Linked DNA regions of Mus musculus: region 1 is linked to region 2. A link is a contact called in public Hi-C data. All regions are on one chromosome and are shown on one strand. The core of a region is the stretch at or near the end of the contact, and the rest is flanking DNA. Distances in the headings are between cores, read along the strand shown. Region 1 has its middle 9.5 kb from the start of Gm22491. Region 2 has its middle 21 kb from the start of Erich6.

Region 1 (4,146 bases), core at 750-3,249, 330 kb before region 2:
TCATGCCATTCCGGCTGGGCGCCATGGCTGCCTCCTATACAGGAGAACAGCCGAGCGGAAAGGCTCTTCTCCTCCTCTTATCTCTCCCTCCCCTCCCCTCCCCTTCCCTCTCCTCTCCTCTTATCTCCTCTTCTCCCTTCCCTTAACAAGTAACTAAAAATGTCCAAGATAGCCTTGAAATCAATCCTTGCAGAAAGATAAAAGTTGACTCTAGAATCAGGGAAAAGAAAAAATCTGGAAAAGTCATAGAAGCAACAGTTCAGGTCATATGTAGGTATTTAGCTACATCCTCATCCATGTAACTCTAGATGTTAGCATCATACAGTTGGTTATCTATTTAGAAAGTGCTGATTTTTAAGTGGCCTTAAAGACACTTGCATGTGTGTCCACTCACTCTCTGCTGGGCATTTCTTCTTTTCTTGGTGTGTTTAACAGTTCGACTAGTCCTGGCTCTTAGAGTGAGTTAACTATCCTTTATCACCTTCCCGGTGCCACATTTTGGATCGAGCTGATGGACTTGGCCATTTACCCCTGGACATTTTCCCTGTCTCCATCTCTCCTTTAAGGTCCGAATGCTTGAGTTTACAGGCTAGGTTGACAATGGAGACTACTGGCTTTTTACCTGAACACATTTTGATGTCACAAGCAAGTATGGTGATCTGTGTTGTGCTGATCTCGCCAAAGAAGAGCTGTGTTCCTCAGATTGTTCTTCCCTCTGTACTTCAAGTCTGCAATGACCACAAGTGCTGCCGTGTGCAAGCTTTGACTAGAGGAAGTGAATCATCTTGTTATCCTTTGCATACTTGACATTGTAGGTAAGAACACCAGGCCCTACCTCAGCTCACGCTGAGATTTCTCAGGTCACCTTGTTGATAAGATGCAAACCACTAACACTCCCACCCCTCAGCTGCTGTGGGACTTGCATCCTCCTTTGGTTTCTTTGAGTACTCAGTCAGTGGTTGTTCAGCTTAATGACAAGCACCAGTTTTCCCTGAAGGGATCCTTTCATCAAAATTAGAGGTTGGGAGGCAAGGGAAAGCAATGTGGAATCAGGTCTCCCTTGTGGTCTCTAGTTTACCCTTTCACCCACTTGCTATCTCTGTTCCTGATCGATGGCTCTGGATTGCCAGAACCCAACACTAGAAGCAGAGCCAGCTGCCACACAGGTGATTATGCAAGTCTTGCCAGCTGTCAAGTCAAATCCCCACAGTGAATTAGGTGCTGCGTTGCAGATGCTATCAAGGGGGCTCCTGGATTTTTTTCCCCTTTCTTCGTAGTCTACCCAGTCATCACGGGGAATGAGACTAATTAGCAAGTGGGTCAGCTGTTCCTGGTTCCTCTCACCATGACCTCATCCAAATTTAGTAGTGTCATCCTAACTAGGTACCTAGAGCATGAATAAAAATTAGATAAAAATCTGGGGGGACTCCAAAACATCAAAAGGTTAATGTGAATTCACTGACCACAGGATAACACAAGGTCTAAGATACTGTGTTGTTTAAGGCAATAAGGAAAGAATGTAGAAGCTAATTAGAGAGGTGCAAAGATACTTTCCCTGCATAACATGATTCATCCCTCATGTTAAACACCTAATATGTGCTATGAAATAAGATAACAAAAATAGCTAACATTTGAGGATTTGTGTTCTATTCTGCAATTTTCTAAGGACAAAGTGTTTAGAAAGACGTTTGGATTAAGCACATAACGGGTGTTACATGTTATTCTATGTGCTGTTTTTGTAATGTCACATTGAACTGTCACAATGACCATGTGAGGTGGTGATTGTAATAGGTTCGATCCTTTACCAGTCAGGCGCACCATCTCGCAGTCGTACGTGTTGGTTGCTAAGAGTTTACAGCTCTTTCTCCAGAGAATCGTTTTCAGTCCACCAGGGGCCACGCGAGGATGTTATCCTCAACACCATCCCTGGGTGGATAGTCAAGAAGCATGACTCAGAGACTCAGGCCTTCGCTGCAGGGTGGCTCTGCCTTTCGGTGAGGCTCACAAGCTCCCTGGGGTTTAGTTTAGAGCTAAACCCCAGCTGAGGCCACAGCGCCCTGCTCTGTCTTAACCCTAACACCTCCCTATTTTTCTCTTGAGATACTCCCTCAAGAAAGCACGACACCTCCAAGTCTTTCCTTGAGTTTTAACCAAAGGTAGTCCTGGATGCAGTAGCAATATTCCCATTTACAACAAGAAAACCAGCAGGGAGGCCAAGGGCCTTCTCCAAAGCACATAGAAAACTAGATGGGAAGGTAGGTCGTCTGAACTCATGTTTCTTTGTTTCTCACAGCTCTTCATGGAGTTAAACAAATTCAGAAAGGACTTATGAGCTAAACAACAACAACAACAACAAAAAACACTTTTCTCTCAATAGACTCTGTCCAAACCCTGACTCCCTTATGGAGAGTTGATAATCAATCAAATATAACTATTCTGCTTCCGGGGACCTCACTCACAAGTTCATGATTAAAACACATGGTCACCAGTAGGAAGCAGTATTTATAGTTCTCACACACACACTCATTCACAGACACACCTGGAGTACCCTGACTTTGAATGGTTCATCTGAGGATGGTGTGTGTGTGTGTGTGTGTGTGTGTGTGTGTGCCCTGTCTCTAAAACATTCTGCTCTGCCTTCTTTTTCCACTGCCCAACCACAGGCTCTAGACTTATCTGACTAATCTTAGACTTATCTAAGATTGCACCTGACCTCCCCTGAGCACAGGCACCCCTTTTGAGGGGGTCAGAAAAACAGACAGCAATCTACCACACCAGAGTACCGTAGTGAACCTGTGTTCATCAGTTCAGCTGGAATCACCCTGCGTAATCAGCTCTGAGATGCTGGGCAGCTGCATGCCACATGCCCAGCTTGTCTATATGTTTATGTGGATGTTGAGGACCAAGCTTCAGATCTCACACACGTGCAGCATCATTTTTCAACTTGATAGAACCGTACATGGAACTTGAATCTTTATCCTGAAGTGTCAACATGTGGAACAATACGCTCTCACGCCACTTACACCATCAGCGAGCTGAAACTCCTAGTTAGCCACGCAAGCTATTTAACACTTCACGGCCAAACAGGTTTTGTGTTGGATGCTTCTTCCAACTGCTCTACGCTGGAGTAAAAGATAGGCTTGGTGTGTCATTTCCCTCCTAGCCCTTTCCGCTCTTATCCTGTAAGTATCTGCTGGTGGTTTCAGGTTTATTAGCTCTAGGTTTCATTTAGAAGCAAACCTTGTCTTATTAACATGGCATACCGTATACACGTATTTCTCAGTTTTGTTTGTTTTCCTTTTGTTGCTCCACATCAGCCTGGAAGTAATTCCGTGTCGGTTCACAGAGATCTCCCTGCTTGTGAGCTCTCTGCTGTGTGGATACTGTAGTTTACTAATCAGTCTCCATGGTAGAGGACTTAGAGTGCTCGTGAGTATTTTTACAACGACAAATAATGCTGTAATAAATAACCTTGAGCGTGGGTATTTTTGTTCCACTAGAGGAAGCACCGTGTAGAGACAGAAACCACACAGCAATTAAAATAGAGGAAGTTTAATGCTAAAAATTATAAAACCCTGATAGAGTAACATAAAGAAGAAAAGAACTATAATGATTGGCTAACATTTTCTACAATAGGACAGACTGCAAATAGATTGACCATACTCTCTCTGTCACACGGAAAGCTCTATAGACGGTACATAAACAAATGGGCCTGGCTGTGTTCCCAAACAATTTTATTTCCAAAACAGGTGGTGAGTTAGACTTAGGCAGCTGACCATAATTCTTCAAAGCAGGATATAAAGGATGTTACAGTGCAGAAAACGGATACCAAGGCCGCAGAGCCAGCTAGGGAACTTCCACTGTCTGTCAGGAGAGAAGCCTCTTAGAAACAAGGGTGGACTACTGGATGGAGGAGAAATTGAGGGAGGGACCTCCACTAATCTTGTCCACAGTTGGGGGGTGAGGGGCAAGCAGGAAACGCCTTTTGGGCATACAAAGCCTCACAAATAGCCACAGACTGGCGTGAAGCACTGCGTGGCACTCTTGCTGGCCACTAGACCCAGTTTGAGACTGGCCACTCTGACACTACCTGCCCGATTCCATCACGTTCTTCTGCACAGGCAACACAGGCTTTGAAAGAACAGC
Region 2 (4,186 bases), core at 725-3,224:
ATAAAATAAAAAATTTTAAAGGAACTGGAGTCATCTAGACTACAGACCAAGAATTTCCTTTTACATATAGTAATGATAACTTCTATTTGTAATAGGTGAATGATTCTGGTTCTAACTTCCTCACACAATTATGAGTTATCTCTTTCTGTCTCTCTGCTTTCTCTCTCTCTCTCTCTCTCTCTCCCTCTCTCTCTGTACTCAAATCATCAGCAAGCTCCTCTCTATGACTCTCTATGAGTTGCCTGAGATCTCACACCGTTTTCCTGCTGCTGGAAGAGCTGATGCTTAGGGTTCCTGATGCTTTTCGAGTCCTGTAACAGCCAAGAAAGACCCCAGCAGAGCCCTCAATGACCCGTCATGCACTGCATGTCACTCAGGATATAAAGAGAGATTTTACCAGCTTGTTTGGAAGATAAATTGGTAAACAGAGGAATATATCAAGATTACCACAGGTTGACATGACTTGGTGACATCATCTGCTTGGTCTCTCATTGTTCTTCTCTATGCTGGGCTGTCCTGTTTGCCAAGAAGGAGATTCTTTCGATTTTCAGTTGACAGCTATTTGCTGTTACAAGGACAGCTACAACACCATTGATCAGCATTTGTGCTGAGCGTGCTCCCTTGCCTCCAAATTGCACCTCCACACTCTGCCCCGGGCATTGTTAACTGGCAGGCTTCACTATGATTTCATATCTCACCTGCTTCCACTTTGGTCTTTGCTTGGACTGACCTTTGGAGAGGGCCACGAGAGCTGGAGATTAGAGGGAAGACAGAACGCTTAAGGAGCCTCTCACATCCTGTCTGCCTGGTAGACCAGATGGCCTAACTGCAGTTCCCAGAGCATACAATCCCTATGTTGCACTTTCTGTGGATACTGCAGTATGTCTCACCATACCACCAGGCCTGTGAGCCCAGCTTGAAAGAACCCTTTGTCAGAACCCTTCATTTGCTCACACTTTTGTAGACCTTTAAACTCTCTTCAGTCACCATTTTTGACTGTCCTGCTACCTGTTGACAGTGTGCCTGACATACGGGGCTCCTTTCCATCTTGTAGGCTCATTATCTCATTCAGTCGTTCCAGTAGCCCTGCAAAGGAACATCAGCATCAGCCTGGCTTACAAGAGAGGAGCCTGAGACCCAACACTGATGAATTTGGGTATGCAGGGAAGTCAGAACAATCCCCACCCTCTCTGGCAGCATGGAACTAGACATGCCAGCAGGTTGCAGGGAGTGTGAAAAGGAAGAGCCTGCAACCCTATGGAGACTCCAGAGCCCCACTATCTCCCTGCCCTTAGTGCTGCCGTCTCTCTGTGGTACAGCTACATTCTCCCTGCTTCTAGTGAGGCTGGAAACTTAGGGTCAAGGTCATGTGGTAAAGGTCCTTGACTAACAACCTGAAGCTTTTGTTTGGACAATTCCTAGGAGCTACAGAGGATGTCTACATAATGCAGTAAGATAAATGGCAGCAGCACCAAGAGAGAGGGATGTGTTGGTATTAGCCTCTTCCCTCATTAAACCCAGTCAGCTCTTTCCCAGGACTCTCCAGGTTAGCATATAATGACAGGCAAAAACAGTGCAGTCTCTGGCTCTGATCCTACAGATCAGGAGCCACTCTTGACCCTCCCTCTGAGCAGAAATTAAGCCCAGACAGAAGCCGTTGTCTTACTCTTTCCTGCAGCCCACTTTATAAATTTGTAAATGTTCATTATTTGTTTATGTACCTCTTTAAGACCTAAAGGAAGAGAGGCTTCAGGAGATGACAGCCACTGGAGTGCAGTGCATGTGTGGACAGTTGACATGAGGGAGCATACTGGTATACTCTTAGCTCTAAAATGACCTGAAGAAACGGTTGCTGAAAGAGTAAAGAATATTCTCAGTCTAAACAATTGTGAGTGGCACCCCGGACAGTGTGAGAAAACAGAGACATCACCCTTTTGAGAATTCCATCAGGACACACGCACAACAAGAGCTGCCCTCTGGGGACACTGAACATTTCTCTGATGTGCCACTACCCAGGGCAGTGTGAGGCTTTAGTTTCCCTCCTGGAGCTGGTGACACGTTGGCATGAAAATCCTCCATGGTAGCTTTCATGCTAAATTAGATTTTCCAGAAGAGTCAAAGATCAAAGGCAGGATGAGAGATGACAATTTGTTTTCTTGTATGAGTCATAGCTCAGATCACCAAACACAGAGTTCATCAAATGTTTTGAGCAGTGATGACAGTACTGAGACAAAATTACAGCTTTCTGCTGTGATGTTTAATTACAACTTTTCATCTGATTAAGGGCACTGTCACTATTGGTGACAGTGCAAATTACCCATCACCCCAAAATTCTTCCTCTGGGAATTTATCCTTACGCACTCTGAAATATGTAGGCTAAGACTTAGCTATAGAGATAGTCTCCAGATAGCTCTTTAACAGTGCAAACATTCAGAAACAAATTCCTCCAAAAGAGGAGAAGTAGTTAAAGATAGCATCATCATAATGGGTCACCACTATGGTCCACATTGCCATACATGTACTGGCATTGTGTGAAAAGAACCTGGTATTCCATTTATTAAGTATTAGCCAATAAAGTAAGCTATATGCTCAGGTCACATCACACAAAACACAATATGAACGACTGTGACAATATGTCCCTTCACCACTATCACACACACCCCCAAAAAAAAGTCCTGTAGAATTGTTCTTCAATTAGAATTGCCTAGATGAACTCCAAGACAGAGAGTTTAAAAGAAAAATTATAAACGTGGTAAAATAATTCAAGAATTTTACAGAGGGCATGAACAACTTGGATGACCTTAAAGAGGAGAGGGATAAATTCCTGATAAAAGTCCAAGAAAATACAAGCATACCGTTGAATGAAATGATGGAGTCTGTATTAGTTACTGTTCAGTTGCTATGATAAGATACCATAACCAAAAGCAACTTATACAATGAAAGGTTTGCAGTTTACAGTTCTGGAGGATAAAGTGAGAGTCTGTAATGGCTGAGGAGGCATGACAGCAGGGGGCCAGAGCAAGAAGCAGAGAGAACCATAAACATGAAGCAAAGAGAGCAAGCTGAAGCAAGACAAGGCAATAATCTCACAAAGCAAAACCCACGCCAGTGATGTACTTCCTCCAGCAAGGCAGGCTCCACCCTCTAAGGTTCCATAACCTCCCCAAACAGCGCCACCCACTGGGCATCAAAGAGATGACCAAATACATCCAAGAAGCTACAGAAAGAAAAAAGAAACTAACTGAAACACAAAACAGATCTAAGGACACAAACTGCAAAATGCAACAAAATAAAAATACCTGGCAAAATGACTGCAACCACAACTCAAAGATAACTTTAGATAGCAGTGGTCTCCATTCCCCAGTCAAAAAGAAAAAAGTCCACTGATTGGGACTGAGAAATAAAAATCCATCTTTTTCTTGTCTACAAGAAATACATCTGACCTTCAAGGATAAGGGCCGCTGTAGAATGGAAGGGCAAGTAAAAGGTACCTAGAAAAAGTAGGCATTGCTATCATACTATCTGAGGACATAGGCTTTAAACCAAGTGTCTCAGAAGAAATAGACTTCTCGCTCTAATCAAGGAACAGTTCACCAAGAAGACGTTATCATCCTAAGCATCAATGCTATAAACTCTGGCACCTCCAAATTAATGCAAAGCACACAGCTAGACTTCAGGACACAGATCAACCCAGATCAGTGATATTAGGTGATTTCTGGACTCCACTCTCTCCTCAGACAGGCCATCTGGGCAAAAATTAAATAGAGAAGCATCAGAACTAAACATCATACATACATAGTTATATAGATCTAACATAACTACAGAGCATTCCACCCAAACACCCAAGAATACTTAAATCAGCAGCCTATGGAAATGTTTCTAAAATACACTACATCCTGGGACAAAAAAAACAAATCTCAACACAGAAGAAATGTATAACATCATGGAGCTTATGTGACCGCAATGCATTAAAGCTTAAAATCCACGGGGAAGTGTGGCCCTCACCCTCAGCAAAGGAACTTCTTTTTGCAAAATAAGGAAGCCACTACAGAGATCAGCAACCGGTCAAATGCAGAGAGCAAGTGGGTTTGGGGTGCCCAGCCCCAGTTGGTATAGCTAAAGCACAACCTCATCATGGAAAAGCAGACAGAAAGTGTACGATCCAGAGGGCCAAAATGCTGCTTTC

What was found. Hi-C and Micro-C count contacts between places; a contact is called where the count stands out from the background.
Region 1: a contact with region 2 is called in a Hi-C map of olfactory sensory neurons, with 4 times the contacts expected there. The contact joins two enhancer-like sites. A contact is called at or near these places in 10 of 39 promoter capture datasets (the 3T3-L1 cell line, 3T3-L1-derived adipocytes, the C10 cell line and 6 more), 11 of 484 Hi-C or Micro-C datasets (Sertoli cells, cerebellar granule neurons, cerebellum and 6 more) and 1 of 115 datasets of contacts at active chromatin or transcription factors (astrocytes).

The regions. Positions count from the first base shown.
Region 1 is chr3:58,983,049-58,987,194 of GRCm38.p6, reverse strand. It overlaps the pseudogene Rpl13-ps6. Among named protein-coding and RNA genes, the nearest start is that of Gm22491, 9.5 kb to the right of the region's middle. Within about 2 kb of position 1,999, at least 8 of the 459 cell types and tissues checked have an H3K27ac peak or open chromatin away from gene starts, as enhancers often do. A contact at or near this core is called in olfactory sensory neurons, where this site is marked.
Region 2 is chr3:58,656,494-58,660,679 of GRCm38.p6, reverse strand. No RefSeq gene overlaps it. Among named protein-coding and RNA genes, the nearest start is that of Erich6, 21 kb to the right of the region's middle. Within about 2 kb of position 1,974, at least 5 of the 459 cell types and tissues checked have an H3K27ac peak or open chromatin away from gene starts, as enhancers often do. A contact at or near this core is called in olfactory sensory neurons, where this site is marked.